Regions from separate parts of the Sus scrofa genome. Here region 2 is linked to region 1. Evidence: chromatin contacts called from public HiChIP or PLAC-seq data. All regions are on one chromosome and are shown on one strand. Each heading gives the region's core, a stretch centred on a gene start, on an enhancer-like site or on the middle of the called end of the contact. The rest is flanking DNA. Distances are from core to core; before and after follow the strand shown. Region 1 overlaps SERGEF (secretion-regulating guanine nucleotide exchange factor). Region 2 has its middle 41 kb from the start of MYOD1.

Region 1 (6,277 bases), core at 2,162-4,661:
GTGGTGTGGTGTGTGTGTGTGTATATATATATATATATGCCTTTGACAAATCACTTCTATGGGCCTCAGTTGGGAGGTCATGTGGAAAAGAGGCAAGAGACTAGAAGGAGGCAGGAAAGCAGGCATCTGTTTTTGGCTCAGTCATGAGTCAGCTTTGTGACCTCAGGCAAGTCCCTTGTGAACATCCCTAAACCTTGGTTTCCTCATGTGAAGAGGGGAGTTGGAGGTCACAAAAGGTCCTTGGAGCCCAAGATATATACTCATTCCTAAAGATGGAGAATTTCTACACTGTTGAAGAACCAGCTCAGAGGCTTCCTTGGTTTCTCGAGGCTCACGTCCTTTCTTCCTCTCCTGCTCTCTGCACCTGGGCTCTGCTGGCTAGCTGCTAACCTTTTTCTCCTGCTCACAGTTCTGGGTGGGATTGAATAGAGCTGAGTGATTGGACTGAGCTGAGAGGGTGTAGTGATGCCATTACACCACTAGAGGGAAGCATTGTTTGAGTACTTTTGCCTTTGTCACTCTCATCTGCTCTCAGGTGAAGAGTGGCTTTGATTTGCCTTGATTTGGTTTCAAATTCTAGAATTTTATATTTAAAAGGACTTGGAAGAGCATCGAGCGGAACTCAGTTATGCTGTAGATATGAGATAATAGAGGCCAGAAAAGGCAAGTGGCCTGCTAAAGACACACAGCATTTTTTGGGGGGGTCTGCCCTAGAGGGTTTAGAAGAAGGCTGCAGACAGAGTGATCAGTTGAGTCCACAGGGTGGACAGTTCCCATGATTGTGCAGGAATCTGAGGGATCTGCCTGTATACACCTTTACACAGCTCCTCTGGCCAGGCGCCAAGAGGCCTGGCGGTAGAGAAGAAAAGCTAGAATTGGACCCGGAGGAGCGGTGTCTGAGCAAGGGGATTCTCATTGCAAACATGCGATGCCACCTGTGTGTCTTCCTCGCCCTCTGTTGCCCTCTGGTGGTCTCCTAATCTAGGATTCTGACTGTGGTGGTGCTTGGAGGCTGGTTTCCTGGAGACTTGCAGTCATCCTTGTGAGCGATGCCCTCCAAGGTCAGGAGATGCCCTGGCCACTGCCAGTTAGTTATTTCCAGTGAATTTCTGCAAGCAGTGCTCACGTGTTCCCATGACCTGTCTCACCATTTCTTGAGGTTTGCAAGGACTCCTGACAGTTTGTTTCTCACCTTCCAGAGGTTTTGTTTTCTTGGCCCTGAGCTGACTTTGTTTTGGGTTCCCAGGGTGCCCACCAGCCCTAAGCATTGTGACAAAGTAGAATTGTGCCCAGGCAGCTGTGCGACCTTGGGCAGGTTCCTCGCTCTCTGTGGGCAGGGAGATCAGCTCTCAGCTGCAGCTGTGTCATCTCTGCTAGAGAGATGAAGTTCTGGCGTTATTTTTGGTTTTTGTGTTTGGCAACGAATACCTATTGATCTGTGGCCCAGAGGAGTGCAGTGCGTGTCCAGCTGAGGCAGAAGCAAGATTTACCCTTGGAAATAGGTGCCTTCGAATAAGGGGCTTGTGAGAGGGCTGGCCAAAGCCAAGTGCAGTGGGGCCTGGAAGGCCACCAGATGGCAGAAGTGGGCAGGCAGATACCAGGGGAGGCCAGTAGGGCCAGCATCCGGAGATAGAATTAGCAAGGTCAGAGCTGAAAGGACCCCCAGAGGTCACACAAGTCCTCCCTCTTTTTATGCAGGGGGAACTCAGGCCCAGAGAGAGAAGGGGGTGCTGCCTAAGGTCTCACCGTGGGTCGATACCTGATTATCTCCTTGCTTGATAGGAGAACGGAGATGGCTTTGGCCTCTAGCTGGCTGCCCCACAGGAAGAGCCAGGAGACAAGGACTTGGGCCCTGGGATGGTGAGCCAGAGGTGGAAAGAGGAGGGGACAGCAGTTAACTGTCTGCCTTGATCCCGATTTCACTGAGCATCTGATCCTAATGATTTCATCTGCAGTAAGGGCAGTGTCCATGGCATTTTCTGTTCCCTTTCTGTCTGCCCAGTTCTCCTCTGGTTCAAGTTCCTCTAATCAGGTTGCGCCATGATGGAATCTTCATCAAAGTCACCTCAGAGCCCCTACACCCAGCAGATGAGCAGGCCCAGGGCCGTGCCAGAGGCACATTATAGTAAGTTGGCACAATTGGTTGAATAAATTTTTTAAAAAAATTTCAAAGGGGGTCAGTGTAGGGCAGGGAACCAGTCTTTGCCAAGCACTTACCATGGACCGGGTGCTGTGCCAGCTGCCACTTACCTCGTCCTCATGATCCTCTGAGGTAGGGGCCATTGCCTCCATAGTCCAAGAGAGGAAATTGAGGCTCGGAGAGGCTGAGTGGCTTGTCTAAAGTAACACAGCTGGTTACGCCAAGCAGACCCCTGGACTATGTTCTGTTTGATGTCAAAGGTTAGACTCATTTCATCTCCTTGTGCCGCCTCCCCGCAAAGCGACTGCCCTGGGAGCGTAGCAGGCACCTCCCAGGCTGCAGGGCAGGGAGAAACAATTCTTTTTTCTCTTTGGAGAAAGCTTATGGTGGGCTGCTGGGGAGAGGAGACCTTTGAAGCAGCAAAGGCAGGTCTTTGTGGAGCAGGTTCCGGAGTGGTGTCTGGTGGTGGGACGCCTTCTGAGAAGAGGTACCTCTCTTCTCTGCGTGGGGACCCCTGCAGTTCCCTGGTTTTTCCCTCTCCCCCTCGCCCCGTGTAGTGACTGCCACACTTCCGTTGCTCTCTGCCCACTGTCACCTCCCTGTCCATCCCATTGAAAATAGCCACCTCCTCCTGTCTCCCACACTCTACTCCCTGCCCTGCTTTACTTTCCACCAGAGCAGTTTTCACTGCCTGAAATCACAGTATCATTATTTGCTTGTTCATTTGTCAATGCTTCCCCCTCACCAGGTGCGAGGGACCTGGTCTGTTTTACCACCCCCTCCCCCACCCCAGGTCTCCCCTAGTGTAGACGAAGGGCTCCATCAGGGTTAGTCGCATGGAGTAGCTGCAGCTTCCTGGCATGGGAGCGATGCATTTTCAGTGGCCATGCTCGGGACACCAGCCTGTGGGCCTGCCCTCTTCCCACCTTCTTGGAGAAGCTCAGTGCAGAGAGCGCTCGCTCCCTGAGGCCGCCAGTGCTGCTTGGTGCCCCAGGGCTGGGAGGCCAGCTTTGCCCCTGCATGGCTGCAAAGCCTTGGGTCCTCGGCTGCTCAATCTGTCCACAGTGGGCAGGGGCACCAGCCATGCTGCGAGCTCACAGGAAGGTTCTGGGAAGGGCTCGGAGGCCCCTGGCACGAGGGCTGAGTTTCCATTCAGAGAGCCCTCCTCCTCTTTCCTGGTGGGGATTGATTTGTTCCAGGAGCTCTCTGAAAGTGAGCATTAAGTGACCGGCCTGTAATTGTGCCATCATTTTTAGGTTCTTGACAGATGGCACTGTGCTTGCCCTTTCTCAAGGGACCTTGCCTGTCTCTCGGGAACTCTCAATAATCGTAGTGACAGCCAGTGCCTTAAAGTGCTCTCGGATATGTGCCAAGATGAAAGCGGCCCATTTTGAGGAATCTTGGATCAGCTTTTTCCTAACCTAAGCTTGACTTTTTACCTTCAGAGGAAGCTTGACGTGGTCCCAAGAGCCCTGAGGAGCCAGGCTCAAGTTCTGATTTGGCGGCTTGTTGGCTGTGTGCTCTTAGGCAAGTCATTTAAGCTCTCTGGGCCTAGATTTCCTCATCAGTTAAGTGAGAATCATAATCTCTATTTTGGCTGCCTCGTGGGGATATATTATGTCACGCACTCATTCACACATTCCTTCCTTCCTGCCTTCACTCTGTTATTCAACAAATATTTGTTGAGTAGGCTGAGGAGGGCGCTCCAGGCAGAAGGCATTCTGGAAACAAAGGCCTAGATGTGGGAAGTGTACCCTAGCCTTGTTAAGTGTTTGCTTAACATGGGGCCAGATAGGGTCAGAAGGGTCTGGAATCCCTCAAGAAGAGCATGGGTCCCTTATTCAGGCTTTGTTCTGAGGAACAGCTGCAGGTCTCCTGAGGGTGATAAATATGAACAAGGGAGGGAAGGCCCTGCCTCAAGGGAGGGTGGCTCTTACGGGCTTTTTCTGCTCAGGGCTCATCTCTGCCACTGGTTTGGAGGTACTCTGGGTTCCCGCGGGGCCCTCTCCCTGAGGTGAGCTGGGTGACCCTTAGAAAGTGCGAGACGGGTGGGGACTGGAGCCACCCGGCCCCCAGGTCTGCCCTCTGGGGCCTGCAGGGAAGGTCACGTGACCTTCCCTCCTGAAGCATTTCTTCTGGGCTTGAAGATGAGCCGCTTCAGGGCTTCCTCACAGATCCCTGAGGAGAAGGAGGCTGTGGGGAAGGGTTCCTCAGATTTACCCAGGACGCACTGTGTGCCAGGCATTTTGCCAGAGCTTTGCAAAAATATCTATTTAATCCTTACACAAAGTTTGCTGAGCGGGGCTCCCTCCCATTTTACGTGTGAGGCAACGAGAGGTTAAGACTCACCCCGCTCCTAGTTACTTGGCCTTACCTTGCACAGTGTGACATCGGGGTCGGCAACGTCATCATGTCAACTCGAGGGGGTTGCGAGGATCGAGTAAGATCCTGGGTGACAAAGCACTTTGTTCCCTGCAGGTGACTGAGCTCCCAAGCAGGACGTCATGGACAGCACTGCTTCCCAGAGACCCACTTGCCATTTGCCTGGGCCTTTCTGCCTGGCTGCTGGAAGGTTCTAACCTCTGGCTCTCCTCTGTGCACCTTCCCCTAGCCAGCCCCTGGGGTCAGGGGCTCCACTCGGCATTTTGCCCCTTTAGCCAGCGAATATGAAGCACCACTTTTTTTCAGAAAGTTAACCCTGTGGCACAAAATTAACATCAAAGGTAACTTACTTTTTTGCCCTGTTAGTGAGAGTAGTAAGAAGGCAGGGAATTTTAATGCTGGAGGGGACCGTCTCGGCCTCATTTGAAATTTGGGGAAACAGAAGCCCAGGGAGGTGGTGCCACAGCTGACGGATGCAGAGCCAGGATGAGACCAGGGGTCCCTAGCCCAGGGCCCCTCCATGGCCCGGCAGTACTCTCCTAAGAGAGACTTCAATTGTTCCGTCTCCCTTATGGAGGAAGGAAGAAGCCAGTTTAATAAATTTCATTACACCAGCCCCTTTATGTAACAGGGCTGTTTCCGGGTCCTGGCAGATGGTCCATAGTAACAGTGCTTTGCTGATTTGGTTGGAGCTGATCCTATGAAAGGAAAAATCTGTGTAGCAGATGCCATTCCCAGTCCCTGGCCGTGGAAGAGTCAGCCTCTCCCAGGAAGGTGCTGCAGCTCTGGTGCTCACCGTCTCTGGTGGGACTCAAGGCAAACGTCATGGAGGTTGTCTTATGCTGGGTCAGGTTTTTACAGAAGGTCACATTGATGACTTGGAGTTCCTTGATGGCTGCGGTGCTGGTGAAAGGTGTTTCTTCTGGGGTCTGAGGGACGGCAGCAGAGTGGGAGGGAGATCAGATGTGGAAGGGAAAGGCAGGCAGTCCCACCACAGTGGCCTTTCATACCCATGAGGCCTTGGCCCTCCAGATATGCAATTTTTTTTTTTTTTGTCTTTTGTCTTTTTTTAGGGCCACTCCCGCAGCATGTGGAGGTTCCCAGGCTAGGGGTCCAATTGGAGCCGTAGCCACTGGCCTGCACACAGCCACAGCCACAGCCACACAGGATCCGAGCCGCGTCTGCGACCTATACCACAGCTCACAGCAATCTGGTTAACCACTGAGCCATGACAGGAACTCCCAGATGTGCGATTTGAATGTAACTGCAGTGCTTGTCACACCACCCACTGGCCTTGACCGTGGTCCTGAGCCTCCGTAGCCCCTCTCATTGAAGTTACTGGGACTCCAGGTCTCCTGATTATCTTCCCTTTCCTGGTGGGTGCTTGATTGTAACAGGTTCTCCTTGTGGCCTCTTCTGGGGTGCTTCTTACTGCCACTGCTGGATGCAGGTGGCAATCCCCAGGCCACTGACGGTGGGTGGGTGTCCCTTCCCCAGACTCTGACCTTGTCCTGCTTGCTCAGTTCTCACCCCCATAGGGTCCATATACATGGGGGTGGGAGAGTGCCCTGCACCTGTGAGTGGAGCTCTCTCGGGGCCCCAGCAGGTCTTTTGTACTCACTTCTCCTGAAGAACCTGGGAGATTTCCCACGGGTGAGCTCAGAGGAAGTTTGAGCGGCACCATCCAGAGTCATATCCCAAGACCCTCTTACTGGCTGACCCCAGAGTGACAGGGTCCCCTCTTTGCTCCTGTCT
Region 2 (5,572 bases), core at 986-3,485, 310 kb after region 1:
ATCTGAGTTTGCTTATTATCATATTCACCCAAAGGTATTACTTCATCCAAAGATATGGACTATGAAACAAAAAAATTCATAGGGGAAAGCTTGCATTTTGTCTTTAGTAGTTGAGACAAAGGTCAAGATAGTTTTCTAAAAACTGATCTTTCCCACAAAATTCCTCTTTTTTTTTTTTTTTTTTTTGCGGCTCTGCCTGTGGCATGTGGAAATTCCTGGGCCAGGGATTGAACCTGTCTGTGCACAGTAGCAACCCGAGCTGCTGCAGTGACAACGCTGGATTCTTAACCTGCTGCACCACAGCGGGAATGCCTCCGTTTTTTTTAATACCTGGATTTTATGGGTCTCACTCCCCTTCTATCTCCTAAATGGTTTGATTCAAGTCTCTAGGATAAGAAGTGGTTCTGTTAAGGTTCTGAAGGGGAGGACAGCAGGGGCCACACAGCTATGTGGTCTTGGGCTTAAAAACACTAGGATGTCAGGAAGCTTTTATCTAGAAAAGGTGAAAGAGCCACCTTCCCTCGGAGACAGCCTGGCCCTTGGGGGTGGCTGAGGGTGTAGAAAAAGTGCCAGCCCTTTGGTAAGAGTTGCCATATGTTGAGAAAGGGCTTACTATGTCCTGAGGACTTTGCCCACTACTATTTTATAAGGTAAGTATTTTTATCCCTATTATCCATTTGAGGAAGCTGAGCTTTAGAGCACTCAGGTGGCATGCCAAAAGTCACTACCTAACTAAGTGGCGGAGCCAGGATTTGAACTCGGATTTGTAGGATTCAGAAGTCAGTATGTTTTTCTTCAGTGGCTCTTGGGTAGACGTGTGACATACCGCATACTTCAGCTTGGGTGAGGTAAACTGGTTCACATTACCTGAGGGTTTATTTTCCTGTTGCTGCCCCGCCAGAGTTCATAAAACTCTTCAGGAAGCCCCACAAGCGCCTGGCCCACCTCTGCTTTCAGTCATGGTGGAAGAGGACAGATCCAGGCGGGGATCTCGTTCTCAATGTCCTCCCTCAAGCAGAGCCAGAGTCTTCCCTGATTCTGAAGAGGGGTTTCGTCCACACCGCAGGAGCTCGCTTGCAGCCTGTGAATGCTGCCTGGAGGCACACGGGAGTTAACTGCCTCAGCAACAATTTCCAGTCAGGGCCGAGGGAAGACAGACTCCAGCTCTCCTCTGTCAGGTGGACACTTCCGGGAGTGTGCAGTGGTTCCATTGGAATCGAGCCCTTTACCCACAGACCTCAAGGAAACGTGCCCTCATCTTGGCTCTTGCTACTTCCCTGGTTGACTCCTCCTTCTTCACGCTTCGGCTTCCTAGGCTCTCCTGCAGAATAGACCCCCTCCGTCAATCCTTGCCTGAGGCTCTGCTTTCACAGTGACCCAACCTACCCTGTTTGGTGCCTGGAAGGCTGGGCAAATTAGGAATAGCCCCTTGGTGGAGGGAGCATGAGTGGGGGACATGGTGGCAGAGTAGGAAAGAACCCTGAACAGAAAGTAAACTTCGAGGGACACAGCAGCTAGGATCTCGTTTCTTTCTCTGGAGATTCTCCATATATAAAATTCCAGGAGCTTCTGGAGTTTCTGTCCAAATGGGAGGTGTCACCTGGATTTATGGGAGCTGACATGTGATCTCTTGAATTTGTGGCAGCGGGTGGGGTCATCATTCAACGGGATGTTTCAGAATGAGGCTGTCCCTGTCTTCAGTTGAGGATTTACCTTAGCCCTAGGTGGTGGCTTCCCCAGACTGTCACCAGCGGGGCTGTCTCAGGTAGGTCACTACTTGGCCACAGTTTCAATAAGCCAGTTTCACTGGTCACAGAGGCTGGGTCTTGCACAGAGTGGGGGACTGTTTTTACCTGGTAATATCTTTGGAGCTGAAATCCAGCCACATCCTAAGCCTCTGTATAAAAACAAAGGGGAGAATTTAACCAGCTGGAAAAATCAATTTATATGCTTACAGAGAAAACAGTAAGGCCTGACACTGCCGCTTCATTTTCACGAGGTGAGTCACTGAAATGGTTGACCTCATGGCTAATCTCTGAGCAAAGGCGCGCTGGCAGTGAACTGCTGGCACGGGAATGGCCTCAGACCTGTTTCCTGGAACTCTGGCGCCAGTCAGAGCCCAGAGTGGCCTTTCGCCATTAGGAAATCAGATTACTTTTCCAAGGAACAAGTTCCCAGCTCAGAAATGCAGGTCTAGCTGATTGGCCGGTTTCACTGACTAGTACGCTTTTCGAGGTTATTGATTGGCCAGTTCCACCACCCACGCCTTGCAATATGCAGCTTTCATTGGTCGAGTTCACCAAGTGCTCACCAAAGATCCTGTTTGCTGGTTGATGGAGTCCCACCAGCCCGTCAGCTGAAAGGACTCTGCTGTCACACATCTTCCAAACAATTTCTATTTAAAGGCTCTGATCTTCTGAATATATGCTTCTCTCATAAGCCTACGTTGAATGTGTTTGCTTCATGCCTCTTCCCTGTACTGTAGAGTGAAACATTTGGAGATGGATGAACTCTGTATTTGAATCCTTGCTCAAATTTATTGGCCTTGTGACTGTAGACGACGATTTAACTTCTGTATGCCCAAATTGTAATAGCCAAGGTCACTACAGTTAGATGTGTTCAAATTCAGCTTTAATGTTTGCTGGCTGTGCGATTTCAAATGGGTTACTTGACTTTTCTGAGCCTCACTTTCCTCAGCTGTAAAATAAAGAGTAGTATTATTATATACTGCCTACATGTTGGGCAGAATCAATGAGATAATGAATGTAAAATATTTGGCACATAAGTTCTCCATAAATGTTAGCTGTTTCTATTGTGCCTTTAGAGGGAAGGGAACTTACAGAATAATACAGACCTAGTCCTGTCCTTGAGTGGCCAAGGATTCGATGCAAAGATCAGCTGGTGTACAGACCTGGGTGATTGTCAGTGATCTCATGAATGCTGTTCTTATCTTCCTGGGTGAGGACAACCCTATGGTTGGTCCTACTTGGGTCTGTCCCTCATGAGATGCAGGCAGAGGCTTCCTGTGTGAACTAGAGGGAGGAGAAGGTAGAATGTTGAAATGAAATAAGGCCGGTGGCTCTGAGAAAATTATGTGAATCATAGGTGGCAGGAGTACTGATTGTGGCTCTTAAATATACTAAAGCATTTAAAAAATAACATAAATGCTTTAGCAAAGGAAGAAATGCATTCTTACATAGGATTCAGATATAAGATAAAGGATCTGGCTTCAGGCACAGGACTGCAGTATCATGATGTGCACAGAGGACGTAAGATCTAAGGTGTATTAAAGTGTATCTGTGCACTACTTCGTTAATATGATTTTCTGCCAGTTGCCCAATAGCTCTGAATAACTGTCCTCCTTGTCTTTACTTGGTGAGGCAGCTACAAGAGCAAAAGGCACTGTGCTGATGAAATAAAAATACTAGTGGGTTAAGAAAAAGAGTACAGGAAATTGCTCTAGTGGTCAATTTCAGCTTTTGGAATTTAGACTTTGTTAAGTAATGTTTCACCTGCATTTGTTACTCAAACTATCTTAGGGTTAGGTTCTCTGATGCAATTATAAAATAATATATACGTACCTGGTCAGTGTAGTGGGAGGCCCTTTGTGAACTGGTCATTGCCTGCTCTTTGCCGGAAGAATCTGAAAGCTGTGTGAAGATCGCCAAGGATAGATGGCTCTGTTAGCAGTTGTTGGCCCTTTGAAATTTGGCTGCTTGCTAGCTGAAAGTACACAGAAATCTGTCAGAATCATGTATCGGGGACCATATATATTGGCTCCTGATATATTTTTTCTATTCTAAGTGCTTTGAGTTTGTTCTCTGCAGCATTTCCACCATCAGCCTTCAGGCTGTGGGGTTGGAGTGGGAAAGGATGAGGTGATGATGTAAGATCAGCCCTGTCAGGCAGGAAGGGGAAGCTGAGAGCTCTCCAGTCTCTAGGAAAAGGTGACATAAGATCAGCGTGCTGCCTTAGCCCAGGGACACAGAGGAGAGGGAAGATGAAAAAATGCCCCACTAGAAATATTCATCCCCAGAATTCCCGACGTGGTGCAGCAGAAACGAATCCAACTAGGAACCATAGGATGCAGGTTTGATCCCTGGCCTCGCTCAGTGGGTTAAGGATCTGACGTTGCTATGATCTGTGGTGTAGGTGGCAGCTGTACTACCATTTGACCCCTAGCCTGGAAACCTCCATATGCCTCAGATGTGGCCTAAAAAGCAAAAAAGAAAAGAAGAAAAGAAATATTCACCCCCAACAAGCTCAGGAAATGCCATGGGCATTCATGCCATTGTTTCATTTTCTTCCAGCCTCACCTGGGTAGTGTAAGATGTGTCTAGACAGGTAGCCAGAAGTAGTCTTCACACTCTGGGAGAGATTCAAAAGCACCTGCACAGCTATGGCAAACAGAGAAGGTGGCTGAGAATTGAGAATCGGCAGCCACGGTGTGCAGGCACAAGGATACCCCCATATCATGGAGGTTCAAGGACTCCCACTGCAAGATGCTGAGGGTAGAATCCAAAGCTGGGGGTCCAGGTGGGAGCTGTGGCTGAGTCTCAGAGCATCAGCCGCTGGAGCAGGAGCCCAAGAGCAAGGGCACAGGACCATCTCCTAGAAAGAAATCACCAAGCAATTCACCTGTTCTGAGAGCATAGACTGGGAGATATCCAGCCACAGACTCCTCAGCCACAGCTGAGGCCCACGTCCAGAAACCATGTGGGTTGAGCTCTCCTTACCCCAGGTGAGCAGAAGCCATATGCTCAGACCAGAGGTCACTTTCTCTCTCAGTGCCCCTGTAGTGCTCAGGAAGCAGAGAGGGAGGGGTAAGTGGGAGCACCTTGAAGGACTCACTTGTGCAGAGAGAATTTATGCACCATTTTGTGTTTTTAAAAAATTTTATAAGTATAGTTGATTTACAATATTGTGTTGGTTTCAGGTGTACAGCAAAGTGATTCAGTTATACATACATATATAGCTTTTTTGTCAGATCATTTTCCCTTACAGGTTATTACAAAATATTGAGAGAGTTTCCTGTGCTATACAGTAGGTCCTCATTGTTTATCTGTTTTATATTTAGTTGTGTGTATATATTAATCTCTAACCCCTAATTTATCCCTCCCCCCTTTCCCCTTTGGTCACCATAAGATTTTTTCTTATGTCTGTATGAAGAGGTTATTTTTTCTGGGGGGGGGATGAACCCACAGCATATGGAAGTTCCCAGGCTAGGGGTCAAATTGGAGCTACAGCTCCTGGCCTATGGCACAGCCGCAGCAACGCAGTATCTGAGCCATGCCTGTGACCTACAGCACAGCTCACGACAACGCCGGATCCCTGACCCACTGAGCAAACTCAGGGATCGAACCCACATCCTCATGGATACTGGTTGGATTTGTTTCTGCGGTGCCACAACAGGAACTCCTGCATAGGGTATTTTAACTGAAGGGGTTGGAGTACAGTTTTTTCCCTACCTGCATTTTGTTTAGAGACTTTGCAGCAAGATAAAAAATATTTAGAGAAACATTAAAAAGTATATTTTCTTGCATATCTGAACTATAATGCATAAATTGTAATC

Evidence for each region. HiChIP or PLAC-seq counts read pairs in DNA pulled down with a chosen protein or histone mark.
Region 2: a contact with region 1 is called in an H3K27ac HiChIP or PLAC-seq map of skeletal muscle, with 4 times the contacts expected there. The contact joins two enhancer-like sites. A contact is called at or near these places in 1 of 47 Hi-C or Micro-C datasets (skeletal muscle) and 1 of 2 datasets of contacts at active chromatin or transcription factors (skeletal muscle).

The regions. Positions count from the first base shown.
Region 1 is chr2:41,151,355-41,157,631 of Sscrofa11.1, forward strand. All of the region lies in intron 8 of SERGEF (secretion-regulating guanine nucleotide exchange factor), which reads left to right. Among named protein-coding and RNA genes, the nearest start is that of SERGEF, 40 kb to the left of the region's middle. Within about 2 kb of position 3,412, at least 2 of the 83 cell types and tissues checked have an H3K27ac peak or open chromatin away from gene starts, as enhancers often do. A contact at or near this core is called in skeletal muscle, where this site is marked.
Region 2 is chr2:41,462,201-41,467,772 of Sscrofa11.1, forward strand. No RefSeq gene overlaps it. Among named protein-coding and RNA genes, the nearest start is that of MYOD1, 41 kb to the left of the region's middle. Within about 2 kb of position 2,236, at least 15 of the 83 cell types and tissues checked have an H3K27ac peak or open chromatin away from gene starts, as enhancers often do. A contact at or near this core is called in skeletal muscle, where this site is marked.